Regions from separate parts of the Zea mays genome. Here all the other regions are linked to region 1. The links are chromatin contacts, called in public Hi-C maps. All regions are on one chromosome and are shown on one strand. Each heading gives the region's core, a stretch centred on a gene start, on an enhancer-like site or on the middle of the called end of the contact. The rest is flanking DNA. Distances are from core to core; before and after follow the strand shown. Region 1 holds the start of LOC100282565 (Bifunctional coenzyme A synthase). Region 2 holds the start of LOC103632020 (ABC transporter F family member 4). Region 3 holds the start of LOC100284680 (rhicadhesin receptor).

Evidence for each region. Hi-C and Micro-C count contacts between places; a contact is called where the count stands out from the background.
Region 2: a Hi-C map of ear shows a contact between it and region 1, with 4 times the contacts expected there. The contact joins the promoter of LOC103632020 here to the promoter of LOC100282565 in region 1. A contact is called at or near these places in 3 of 25 Hi-C or Micro-C datasets (bundle sheath, ear and tassel).
Region 3: a contact with region 1 is called in a Hi-C map of tassel, with 2.9 times the contacts expected there. The contact joins the promoter of LOC100284680 here to the promoter of LOC100282565 in region 1. A contact is called at or near these places in 5 of 25 Hi-C or Micro-C datasets (ear, endosperm, leaf and 2 more).

Annotation. Positions count from the first base shown.
Region 1 is chr7:10,070,712-10,075,224 of Zm-B73-REFERENCE-NAM-5.0, reverse strand. LOC100282565 (Bifunctional coenzyme A synthase) reads left to right here and starts at 2,645. Exons shown (of 6, transcript NM_001155473.2): 1 at 2,645-2,860; 2 at 2,965-3,036; 3 at 3,156-3,215; 4 at 3,694-3,788; 5 at 3,999-4,068; 6 at 4,167-4,513. The coding sequence starts at 2,720. The coding sequence ends at 4,295.
Region 2 is chr7:10,522,392-10,526,904 of Zm-B73-REFERENCE-NAM-5.0, reverse strand. It overlaps LOC103632020 (ABC transporter F family member 4), which reads right to left and starts at 2,647. Exons shown (of 2, transcript XM_023300575.2): 1 at 236-2,647. The coding sequence starts at 2,382. The coding sequence ends at 247.
Region 3 is chr7:10,332,072-10,336,584 of Zm-B73-REFERENCE-NAM-5.0, reverse strand. It overlaps LOC100284680 (rhicadhesin receptor), which reads right to left and starts at 2,527. Exons shown (of 2, transcript NM_001372418.1): 1 at 2,216-2,527; 2 at 1,385-2,074. The coding sequence starts at 2,354. The coding sequence ends at 1,518.

The DNA.
Region 1 (4,513 bases), core at 1,396-3,895:
CTTCAGCATGCCATCGTGTTAGATTTGCTATTTTGGAGGTCAAAAATAACCTTTGGAGCATTTTCTTTATTGGGAAGTATCGAAGAACCTTCTTTGGAACCTTATACACATGTTTCCCATCTAGACTCTTCTTTATTGATTTCCATCGTGAAACCTTACATTTTGGACATGAATTCAGATCTAAATTCTCCTTCCAATAGAGAATGCAATCATTTTCGCATGAATGAATACTTATATACCCAATTCCTATGGTTTTCACCAATTTCTTTGCTTCATAAAAAATTTTTGGGAGTGCTGAACCCTCAGGGAGTGTATCATTAAGTAAATCAAGTAGTAAGTTAAAAGATCTATCAGTCCATCCTCCGAGGAGTTTGATGTGGAGTAATCTAATCAGAAAACGTAGCTGCGTATATTTCTTGCAGTTTGGATATAACTCTTTGCTATTTTCTGCAACCAACTTTTGAATAGCAACTAGCTCCTCACAGGGGTCAACAAAAGAGCTTGTATCCTCAAAATCTCCTCTATCATCTAAACCAGTAGCTAAGTCTCTAAGCAAATCAGAAATGTCATCATCTTCATTAGGTTCCTCCATAACCTCATTGTAATCATAGTTTCCATGATTCACAACAGAGCTAGTCTCCCCATGCAAGTTCCATATCGTGTACCCTTTTAGAAACCCATCGCATATTAAGTGCTCACGTATTTCACTTGCCTCTTTCCAAAACGAGTTAACACACTTTCTACAAGGGCATAAAATCTTGTTCCCTACAGCCGAATTTCTAAATGCAAAAGCCAAGAAGTTGTTTACACCTTGTAAATATGTCTTGTCGTGCCTACATGCATCATCATTTTCATTCTTAGGTTAAATTCCATTTAAGCTATAGATATCACATTTATATTTGTGTTATAATGGATTTGTACCTAGCATCATCATTGATCCATGTCTTATCCACCATGGTTTAGGACTACTTCTTAGAAATCAGTGACTGCAATCAAAGTTATAGAAAAATATATTTCAGGTTATCAACTCACAACTCCCTCCTTCCCCACTAATTTACATTTAAACATTGTAGCATAATCAGTGACTGCAATCATAATTTGAAGTTTTAAACATTGTAGACATAAAACTTTCCTGGGATCGGACGGCAGTACCGTAGCCGCGCCGACGCTTCTCCGCTTGACTCGTTCCAGTGCGGTCGGCCTCGCTCCAGTAGAAGTGGGGCGCCGGCTGGGGACGAAGGTTGGCGTAGCAGGGCACGCGGCTGGGCCGGGGACGGGACGGCGGACTGCGCGCGTGGCTGCAGAGGAGACTGCGCGCGCGCGTGGCTGGGGATGGCGGACTGCGCGCGCGGCTGGCTGACGGTGGACTGCGCGCGCGGCTGGCTGACGGCGGACCGCACGCGTGGCTGGCTGGGGACGGCGGACCGCGCGCGCGGCTGGCTGGGGACGGGACGGCGCGCGGCTAGGGCTGGGCAAAATACTCGTGGCTCGTGAGCTCGCTCGACTCGTGGCCAGCTCGGCTCGACTCGACTCGGCTCGTTTCAATTTTATCACGAGCTGAGCTAACATCTCAGCTCGGTTCGTTAACGAGCCAGCTCGACACGAGCTCGAGCCAGCTCGTTAGCTCGAATGAGCTAGAATTTATCTGTAAAACAAAGCCTATACTTGTATTGGATGAATTAATAAGTGATGAACTATGTTAGTTTAGGGTTTAAATGTTGTGATATATAAAATTATGAGTATTGTTAGTCTTTTCTAGTGTTAAATTAGTATGAAATTAACTAGCAATTGATTATATTGTTGTATATATACATGTATAATATTTTTTATTCTGGCTCGCGAGCTAAACGAGCCAGCTCGAGCTCGCAAACGAGCCGAGCCGAGCTGGTTCTCTGGCTCGGTTGCTTAACGAGCCGAGTCGAGCCAGCTCGTTTCCTTAACGAGCCAGCTCGAGCTCGGTCGAGCCGAGCCGAGCTGGCTCGATATCCACCCCTACGCGCGGCCGGCCGGCTGGGGAGGAGCCGACGGCGTGCGGATGCGTTGGGGAGGAGAGTGTGCGCGGCCGGCCGGCTGGGGAGGTGACGGCGGTTGGCTGGGGAGGTGACGGTCGGCCTGCTGGGGAGGTGACGGCGGTTGGCGACACGCGGCGGCTGGTTGTTTTCGCGGCGGCTGCTCGGGAAGTAATAGGGTTTTGGGCTTTGTGCGCCAACAGGCTCGATAAATTGCACATGTTTTTTATGGCGACTGACAGCGCGATGCTATAGGTATGAAATGCCGACTGACAACGCGACACTATTCACATATAAATATAACGACTAACACTCAGTTGGAATTTAGACATATACCGACTCACCATCTGTGGCTATGTATACCGACTAACAATTTGATGTTAATTCTCTATTTATAGCGACGGTCGTCAGACACTAATTTGGTGTTGTGGTATAGTGATTTAACACCGTTAAATGATGTTGATAACAGAATAGAAGCAAACTGGTTGTTCGTTTAAAAAAAATAGAAGTATACATGTAAAGTTTAAAAAAACAGGATAAAATCGGATTAGTATCTTCGAACCTCGGGAACCATGTACAACAAAAAAAAATCTGTGTGCATCGAGTCATTGTACTGATCTACAGCTACGACGAGTAAAACAAGAAGCCGTACCTGTACGGTCTTCTCTATAGAGGGAGCAATTGGAGAGAGAGAGAAAGAACAGCGAAAAATGGTCGATGCCGGCGACATAACGGCCGGAGGGCCGCCGCGCGCTCACGAGGAGGAGCAAGCGGGAACTCCGGCATACGGTTCGGTGGTCCTCGGCGGCACTTTTGACCGCCTCCACGACGGCCACCGCCGCCTTCTCAAGGTGCTTTCTTAGGGGGGGAAATAGGCACGTAGATTTTTGTTCCTCCTGTCAATTGCGATTGAATCTTGCTTTCTTCGGGGTACCGGGGAATTGGTGGGCGGCAGGCCTCCGCGGATTTGGGGAGAGACCGGATCGTGGTGGGCGTCTGCACGGGACCTATGCTCGCCAAGAAGGAGGCATATTCTCGCTCGCCTTTGCCCAAAGATTGAGCCTTTTTATTTTACTATGAACATTATGTCACCAGTTATTGGACCCTGTGGTGATTCACAGTCGGTTTATTGATTCTGTTGGGCAGTATGCGGAGCTTATTGAGCCCGTTGACAAGCGCATCAAGGGTGTGGAGGATTACATCAAGGTTGTGGCGTGGTTATGGCTACCCTGTTTCTTGTTTCTGTGCGGTTTCTGCTCCTATGCAATTAGAAGTATTTGGGGATGGATGCCAAGCTGTTTTATATATGCAGGGGAGAAGGTGCATAAGCATCAGTAGTTCTTTTCATACGGAAATTTGTCAGTTTTGCAGATGAAATAGAAGTATATTGTTACTGTTATGTGCCTAGAGATTTGTTTTTTATCTAAGAGAAGTTGTTAAGCATGGTTTACTTTGGATGGAGTTTCTGAAATGGAAATCAGCCATATGTTCTCAATTTTGGAGATACATGGCTTTGAATGTGTAGGAGTTATCAGTTCCATATCTCCATTGTGTATATCCTTGCATTGGGTAATTTGGGGAAGGAACTACAAAGAAGAATATGCCTATGTGTTTGTGTATCTGTGTTTTGTCTACCATTTGATGTGTTGACAATAATCCATGATTGGTCTGTTGTCATATGCAGTCTATAAAGCCAGAACTGATAGTACAAGTGGAGCCTATTGAGGACCCTTATGGCCCATCCATAACTGATGAGAAGTTGGATGCCATTATTGTCAGGTATCAACAATAGCGACATCCCCCTTTTTCAAGCATTTAGCTGTCCATCCATAACTACTACATTTGTTCTTCATGTGCATATGAGTATATGACCTTACCATATTGGACCTTGGAATACGTGATCTCCTAATATGTAAACAGTTCATATTCATTTTTAAGCTTCTCTTTCTACTGGACATCATTTGACATAGCAATGCTGTTTATATTCAGTAAGGAGACATTAAATGGTGGACTGGCTGTAAATAGGAAAAGAGAAGAGAAAGGGTTCCCACTGTTGAAGGTTCATTTGTGCTTGCTTCTATATTTTCTTTAATTGATTTTATTCTACTACTCGATGCACTATGTAGCTGGCTCAAATGTGAATGATTTAAATTTCAGGTTGAGGTTGTTGATCTCCTTTCCGGCGGTGTGGAGGGGGAAAAATTGAGTTCTTCTGCTTTAAGGAAACTTGAGGCAGAACAAGCTCAACAAAGTGAAACAAAATCTGGTAGCCTTGAAGCTTCTTAGGGAGGAAATTGAATACTTTGATCTGGTTAGCTGAATGCACAAATACGGGGGTGATCTGCTCCAAGCTCAGTGTGAACAAAAAATATGATCAGAGCTGACAGTTTGGTTACCTTTCTAGAGGAATAATCTTCGAACACTGGCCCATGGCCCTGTAACAGTATTGCTCTAACCTTCTAAAATCAACCTGGCAACATAGACTCTCCCCTACTAACCAAATT
Region 2 (4,513 bases), core at 1,398-3,897, 450 kb before region 1:
AGTGCTGCACCGGTCGTCCAGTCACATATATGTCACAACAAAATATACAAACAAATAATACCATATTCTCAGGTTTCTCTTGTATAACATAAAACAAGCATGCCCCATTTTTACAAAGTTGGAACCATATATGAATACTCTGCAAACCAGAGTAAAGAGAACTCAGTAATAGTACATGCAATTTCAGTTCAAGAAAACAGCCTATTATATAAATAAACAGCAAAGCACAACTAACTTGGAGCAGCATTATTCTTCAACTTCCTTCTTTATTTCTTCCATGAGTTCATCCTTGTAATCCTCAAATGTGCCATCATATCTGTTCACAGTCCCATCCTCCACAACCCATATCTCGCTCCTTTGCTCATCCTCACAAACACGAGATATCAATCGTGAGTCATGGCTAACCAAGACGACACCTCCAGTGAATTCATCCAGCGCGTCTGCCAATGCATCGATACTTTGCATGTCCAAGTGATTCGTTGGCTCGTCAAGCAGGAGTATGTGAGGTTGAGACATTGATATAGAAGTGAACACAACTCGGGCCTTCTGCCCGCCAGATAATTTGACAATTGGAGTGAGATGGTTGTGTCCAGGTAACCCAAACTTCCCGAGCTTAGCACGGACAGCCTCTGCTTTGCTCATTCCCTCCTGATCTGGGTGGAGCCTCAACAAATATTGAACTGCATTTTCCTCCATTGTCAGCAAGTCAACAAAATGCTGCGAGTATCGTCCAATCCTCAGCTTCTGGCTCCTCCTTGCCTCCCCTTCTGTTGGGATAAGATCACCCGCAAGTAAATTAAGCAGCGTAGACTTCCCAGCTCCATTGGGCCCAACAATAGCTACACGTGTTCCCATATCAATGCCAACATCAACACCTGAGAGTTTGAAGTCTGGCCTACCAGGGTAGCTAAACCCTACCTCAATGAGCTGAAGGAGAGGTGGTGTGAGCTCTGTAGGCTCTGGGAAATGGAACTCAACACTGTAGTCACGCCACTTCCGCGGCACAGCTACCTGTTTCTGGTCATCATCGTCATCTGCAGCACTCTTCCCTTTCCCCTTGTTCTTGGCGGCCTCTTTAGCAGCCTTTGATAGCGCCTGGCCCTTAACCTTATCCTGTGCGGCCTTGCTCCCAGACTTCCTGGCCGCTTTCATCTGCTTCTCATACACCTCGAACTTTCGGTTCATCTCCTTCCTTTTCTGCTCATACCCACTCTCAAAATCATTAAAATTTCCACGGTACACATGAAGACTTTTATCATGCAAGTGTATGATCTCATTGCACACTGTATTCAGGAAGTCACGGTCATGGGAAACAACAATCAATGTCTTCTTCCACTGGGAGCACAAGTATTCCTCCAGCCATAGCACAGCGCGCAGATCCAGGTGATTAGTCGGCTCATCGAGCAGCAGCAGAGTTGGCTGCATGAAGAGCGCACGGGCAAGCGAAATACGCATCCTCCAGCCACCACTGAAGGACTTTGTGGATCTGGCCTGCATCGCCTGATCAAACCCCAGCCCCGCAAGAATCTTGGACGCTCGGGCACGGGCGACGTCAGAGCCCACGAGATTCAGCTTCTCATACACCTCCACAAGCCGCTCGTTGTCATCAGCATCATTAGAGGCCTCAAGCCTCGCCTGCTCGGCCTGGAGGGCGGTGAGCTCCTCGTCGGCGGCGACCACGGCCTCGAGGGCCGAGCGGTCATCGCCGATGATCTCCTGCTCGACGAGCAGGACATCGATGTTCCGCGGCACGGGGACCTGGCGCCAGGCCAGGAGCTTGAGCAGGGTGGACTTGCCCATGCCGTTGGGGCCGACGAGGCCGTACCTGCGGCCGTGCGAGATCCGGAGGGAGGCGCTCTTGAGCAGCTCCTTCCCGCGCGCGGAGACGGAGAAGTTCTCGAGCACGACGTCCCTGACGTTGTCGTCGACGGTGCCGTCGGCGGCGGAGGAGCCCGGGACGCGCGCGCCGATGACGACGGAGAAGGCGTCGCGGTCGTCGCGCAGCGCCTCCTGCCTGGCGGCCTCGGCGGCTGCGGCCGCCACGGCCTCGCGCTTGTCCTTCTTCTTGGCGTCCTTGTGCGACGGCGCAGCGCCGGCGCTGAGGTCGACGGCGGCGCGGGCCGGCTTGGGCTTGGCGGCGGCGAGCTGGGCCTCCTCTTGGTCCTCGTCGTCGGAGGGGGGCAGGTCGATGTCGCCCATGTACGAGGACGCCGGCGCCTTGGAGGGCTTCGCCTTGGCCTTGGACGGCGCCGCCGACTTGGAGGACTTGGGCTTCGCCGCGGGGGCGTCCATGGAGGCGAGCATGGCTGACACCGACATAGGTTTCTCCTTTTTCCCGCCGCCGGCGGCCGCGGAGGAGGACGAGGTGTCCTTTCTTCCCATGGTGGTGGTGGTGGCAGCGGCGGCGTCGTGGGATGGGGGAATTTGGGTTTGGCTTAGGGCCAGGGGAGTAAAGTAGATCGGGGATTTTTGTGGACCGGAGGATTTTGGATATACGAGGGGTCGAGGGGAGGAAAAAGGAGATCGGACGGTTGGTCCGGCCCGTCTCGGACTCCGATTTACGGATGGCAGGTATGGATATATACAAATAATCGTAGATATAGTTATTTATCTATTGAATATAGTTATAGTTAGATTTGTTATCCATGAGTATGGCTATAGATATAATAAAGTATTTATGGATAATTTTTTTTATGCATGTGTATCCAGTATCTAAACAAAGCTAGCTAGAGGGGATAACTCAACTAAAATTTGTTTGATCAATTCACTAATTTACACCAAATTACTAGATCAGTCATAGACGATGATATGAAAAAGATCCATAGATTGGCCATAACAAAATTGGCCAGACAATTAAAATTTGATAAGGAAGAAAATGCAGAGGGGTAGAAGAGGATGACAATGACAAGCAATAAAAGTATCATTTTTTTACATACTATATAGTTTTATTTTTTGCATTTATTTATTTTGTTTGAACTATATTTTTTCTTGATTATATGACCAGATGATTTTTCCAGTAAAATATCATATTTTATTTTAAATAAAAATTCTTAAAAGAACTGATATGGTGTCGGGATGAACATGAGGTGAAGGTAAAGTAGAACGTTGCCATATATAAGGGCTAATGACGATCGATATCACGGTACTAACATAATCGGTACCGGAACCAGCCTTGTCGTCGTGGGTGCACGCACACACCTTCGCCCCTATTTGAATAAAAGCATGAAAATAAGATAGCAAGCTAGGTTTGCACAATATAAACCCCAGAGGAAGAAATCAGAGAATCAATTGTATGGTTTAGTTAAATCCTAAAGTTATATTTTGATAATAACTGACACATCATTCTATCTATACTGTTTCATGTGCATTGCTGCGCAGTTTTTTTTTTAAAAAAGTTATATTTGTTATAGATATGGCATTACTATATAGTATCCTAGCTACTATGTACATATATTAGCTTGGTTGCATGTTATTTCGTTGCACATATCTTGTAAAAATCGGTAAGCTAATAAAATATTAGGTTATATTTTGGAAGGATAGGATGATAAAACAAATAAAACATGCAGATAACTTATATGTATTGCATATAGGTTCTGTTTGGTACAGCTTATTTTTAGCTTCTTCACAAATTTAAGCCGAAGTTCTGTCAAACAGACAGCTTCTGCAGCAGCTTATCAGTTAACATATTTCTCAAAATAAACTAAAAGCAGCCAATAAGCATAAGCTGCTTTTTACTAACTTATCAGATAAACTGCTTTTTCAACAAACAGCAGTTGTGCCAAACAGGGCCATAGTAAGATGACACGGAGTTTTTTGTAATCAATAAAAGGATGGCATGCATACTTTTTATTAAAGAATGAATGAGCATATAGATTTATCTATATCTATTTCTATATCACTATTAATCCACTAGTTTGGTCATCCAAACCAAACGAGCCTCATCTATAACCTCCACTAAATCTTCCAAATAAATTACATTTAGATTTAACACACCACCAAAACCAACAATTCAAATTATTGGATAATATTATCTCTCTTACTCACTCAAAATCAATAAACAATATTATTTAAATCATATCACATCTCTCTCATCTTCCTCATCTACGACTCCACCACCTCTAGATTCTTCTTCCCACTCCCCTGCGTCCCTGCTGCCTCCTCCTCCCCATAACTCGCGCCGCCGTCATCAACCTCTTCCCCGACGCCGCCACTTTCCTCTTCGTCGTGGTAGTAGCGTTAGGCTATCCGCAACCGTTACCTCTAAATTTTTCCCCCTATATCACTTTTTCCCTCTAATCACCCCCACCCCCTATTTTTTCATCTCCCGCAGCGGTTCCCCTAAATACTCCCCCTATACCCCACTACCATTATAAAATATCATTTTCTATATCAACTATCAATTTTTTATCTACTAACAATTACTCGTGGACCCACAGCACAGTGTTTAGGGTGATGAACAGTGACACGCTAGATCAAGTTTCTTATTCCGCGCTCCGTCCGTCAGTCCTTTTTC
Region 3 (4,513 bases), core at 1,278-3,777, 260 kb before region 1:
GTTCGCGAGGACGAGGGAATGGTCGAGCAGGATTTGGCTACCGCCGGGTGGAGACGGTAATGAGATTCCATACGTCCTATGGGCGGGCCCAACTAAGGCCTTGTTCGGTTATTCCCAATACACATGGATTGAATAAGATTGGAAAAAATTCTTAAGAAGTTTGACTTGTTTGGGATTCAAACCCATCCAATCCCACTCAATCCACATTGAATGAGAGCTAACCGAACAAGCCCTAAACGTAAAATAACGGGATCAGTTACCAGGCAAAAAACACTATATCAAACAAGTTAGGGTTAATTTGGCAACTCTATTTTTCGAGTATTTTCTATTTTTTCATAAGAAATTATTTTATTTTTTAAGAAAATAGAAATCTTTTAGAAAAATGAGGTTGTCAAACTAGCCTAAAAGATAATAACGGTGCATCGCTGTGTATAGAGTTTACATGGTGCTTAAACGTGCAAAAATAATCGTTTAGGTAGTGTTTGGATGGAAGGACGAGGAGTGATGAACAGAGATGAGATGAGATCATTCTAACTTGACCTACGTTTAGTTTAGAGGTCCATAGTCAAGGTCAAGGAATATACTTCAAAAATATATCATCTTTAGATGAGCAGTGATCTCAAAGTTAAGTGCCCGCAGACCAGATTTAGCTACCTGGCACGGACACGGAGACGCTCTCACAGGAGTTTCTTTTTAACTCATCACTACTCCACATACGCTTGGCAATTGCCATGGTCCCTACGACACGCTTTTCCCCTAAAAGCTTGGTACCTTTCCCTTGTCCACTTGCTCTTTCTCTTCTGCGATGCACGCATGCTCTTCTCTTGTGGAGCGAATCCGTCCTGTTTGAATTGGAACAGGAATTCGTCGTCCCATTTACCGTCGTACAGCAAGGGAGGGACGGCTCCTTTTGTTCGTCACAGCAACAATCATTCCTTCAGTTTTCTTTTTGTCACTTTTGCACATTGTATGGATCAAAAAGGACCAAACTCTCTTCCTTTTCTTTAGACCCATGACATGCAATATATAGCTGGAACAGATCTAAAGCCTGTTTGGTTCACTATCTAACTTGTCGTACTTTGTCTTACTTTTCTTCTCGTGGTCTGAACCCAGGAGCTAAATCAAAAGTGACTAAAATTTACTTTGTATCACATCAGATATTTGAATAACTATTATTATGAGCATTAAATATGGTCTAATTATAGTCACTTATAGCTCTTACTGTATAGATCTTTAGCTTCTAAGTGATTAAACTTTAGTCATAGCTTCTAGGATCCAAACAGGACCTAGGGGGTGTGGATCCACCTCTGTGCAGAGCAGGACGACACAAAAGCGCGGAATATAATCGATTAAAGGTAGGCAGGAGCTGAAGGATCATACATAACAGATAAAAGGCATGCAGCAGACTAGCTGATACAGTTGCTTATTAGTGGAGGTACAGCAGGGAAGCAACCAAGTCATAAATCATAATAGGGTAGAAAAAAAATTCAAGGATGACCGCGTCAACAGTACGATCTTCAGGCCTTTTTGGGCGCGAGCCTAGCCTTGATCTTGTCCACCTCCTTGGTGCCGACCTGGAACGCCTTGGCGAGCACGGCGTCGGGCAGCTCGGGCGACGCCGCGAACAGCGCGGCGGCGAGGGACTGCGTGCCGGGAAGCTGGCTGTTGAACGCGGACAAGACGGCGGCGGGGCCGTCGCCGGCGTTGCGCTGGAAGTGGACGAGGCCGCGGGGGAAGACGAACACGTCGCCGGGCGCCAGGGTGCGGGCCACCAGGCGGTTGTTGGCGGCGGTGACGAAGCCCACGTCCAGGGTGCCCTGCAGCACGAACACCATCTCGGTGGCGCGCGGGTGCGTGTGCGGCGGGTTCAGGCCCCCGCCCGGCGCGTAGTCGATGCGCGACATGGACACGCCCAGCGTGTTCAGCCCCGGCACCTTCTCCACGTTCGCGCCCGTCACCGCGGAGCCGTAGGCGCTGGCGCTCGTGTTGCCCGCGCCGCCTAGGCCGCTGAAGTAGAAGTCGTCCGCCGTCACCGCCGCCGCCGCCTTGCAGGCGTACCCGTTCACCTTCACGGCTGCGCACATGTAGATTATTTGGACACGTATGTACGTAATAATAAGTACCAAGAAGTAACTAGTAGCTAGAAAACCGAGGAATTATGGTAGGTAGCTAGCTAGCTATAGGCTATAGCTTGCCGCTACATGCTGCTACTCACTGGACGTGAGGTCCGCGACGCAGATGTCCTGGAGCAGGTCGGGGTCGCCGGCGACGGACGGGGAGGGAAGGAGGATAACCATGGCGGTGGTGGCGACGACAATGGCGAGTCGACGCAGCAGAGAAGGAATGGCGGCCATTGTGATCGAGAGCTTGCTTCTTTGCAGTAGCTAGCTAGCTAGTGCAGCTGTGCTCGTGCTTCTCTCTGAGTATTATGATGACTCTCTCTCTCTCTCTCTCTCTAGCTAGGCTAGCTAGGGGGCCACCCTTTCTTCGCACCCTTGCTGTTGGTCTCTTGCTGGTGGCTTCCAATGGCCTTGCTGGATGCTGGATGGGGTAAAGGTTTTATAACCGGTGGCCTGTGCTGTGCTGTGGTCCTGCAGTGTTAAGGCACTCTGGGAATGAAGGAATGTGGCAAGATTGTCCTTTCACCCCAAGGAATGTGTGCTGGCCTGGCCGCCGTGTGCGCGTGGTGGCGTAGCAGGAGATTGCTGCAGGAGTACACAAGGAACAACGTGATATATAGGCTGCTTATTTAATTTATTTAGTCCACGGTCTGGTGAGCGGTGAATACGAACGGCCAGCAGATTTGCTTGGTCGTGTTAAACCGGAGACTAGAACTCTTGCTTCAAATGAAAGATCACAGTTCCAGCTATCTGTAAGTAGACTCTAGCTCTCTCTAATCAGCTGCGACATAGATACACATCTAGGCAGTCACAACATCCTACAAATCTCGACCATAAACTAGATGCAGTAGGTATACTAGGTACCAGTTCTGCAGCCCCTTTCAGTAATAAAAAAAATCTCTTTCTCCTGTCGGACAGAACCAAGTGTTTAAGAATTAAGATGACCACAACATCACTAGATAACTGCCTTCTTGTGCCTGATCTCGATGATCTGATGGCTAAGGTACTAACATGCTTATCATATTATTCTTTCATATTGTTCCCTTTAGCAAGTATTCAATTAATTATGTGGGCATTTCCTTTTGAGCAAACAGTTTGAATTTCCTCTGGTTTGTTTGTGTATTAAGGTTCCAATTAAAGTACTTTCATTGTTTTTATCTACCATTTTAGTTTGCACTCACTGTGTGTTCTGCTGGACACTTCCATTTTTTTTCACAAACACTTATTTCTCGGTTTAAACATGTGCACACTTACCATATTTCCTTTGCTGTCATTTGGGGGGTTTGCCTGATCTTTCCATGGCATGCTTAATAACTAGCAACTATTTTCAATCTAGCGTGTGCAAATTCAATATCATGAAGCTGATGATTACCCAACAACTTATGATCTCCATATAGGATCAGATTCTCCCGAGGAGAATAATCATCACCTAGGTGATGTCAGTCAAACCCTTTGTATTCTACCTAATGTATTAAAATCACCATCAAACTCCAATAAAGGTGGCCAGCAAAGTCCAATGTCTGTTCGAATACTTTTTCTACTAACCTGTCTTCCTTCTCATTGTTACTTCTTAAGTTTGATTTTGTAAACATTGCAGAGATTTGTCGAGCTTGTGTGGCAAATAAACATTCCAGATAATTTTATGGCCTGTACATGAGAGCAACCTTTTGCTTGATATCACAAACGTTGTTATTGGGGATATAATTTACCTCTGTGATGAACAGGTGCTCAAAGGGATCGATGGTGAGGGGTCTGGATGGAATCAGGAAGAGTTTGTTGAGCCTGTGTGGCAAAGTGTGCTGTAGCTACGACAAGAATTGAAGTTTAACAAGTGCAAGCGTTGCAAGAGCTAGAGGAAATTGTAGCTGACTTTCTGTGGGCAACCAGTGCAGGCGTTGCAAGTGCATGGGTGAAAAAAATGAATGAGCAGGCATGTCATTTTCAATTTTTTTTAAAAAAGCCACGAACCAGCTTTTAGAAACTAGCTTCTAAACAGCCGCTCCAAAGTTTTTTAGAAAACAGTTTTAAGAAACTGAAATAAAAAAACTCTAATGAATGTTCATGGGGTGCCCCGGCACAAGTGTCTGGTGTGTCATGTCTAGACCTCGTTCGTAGCTTATGGGCTGGCATGATATAGTCCGTTGTCTAGCCTCGCTCCTAGTTTATGGGCCGGCATGGTACAGTCCGTTATCTAATTCGTGTCAATGGTCTAATCCGTGTCGTGCTCTACTGGGCCGGCCCGTGTTAGGCGGTCCATTTGGACATCCATATCGAGGACCAGGACCAAGAGTAACATGGGGCAAACCCCACCCAGACATGTCATCTTATCTCTTTTAATAAAGGCAAGTTGCTGGCTCACTGCATGCAATGCTTCCACTCCACCCCTTCTATGC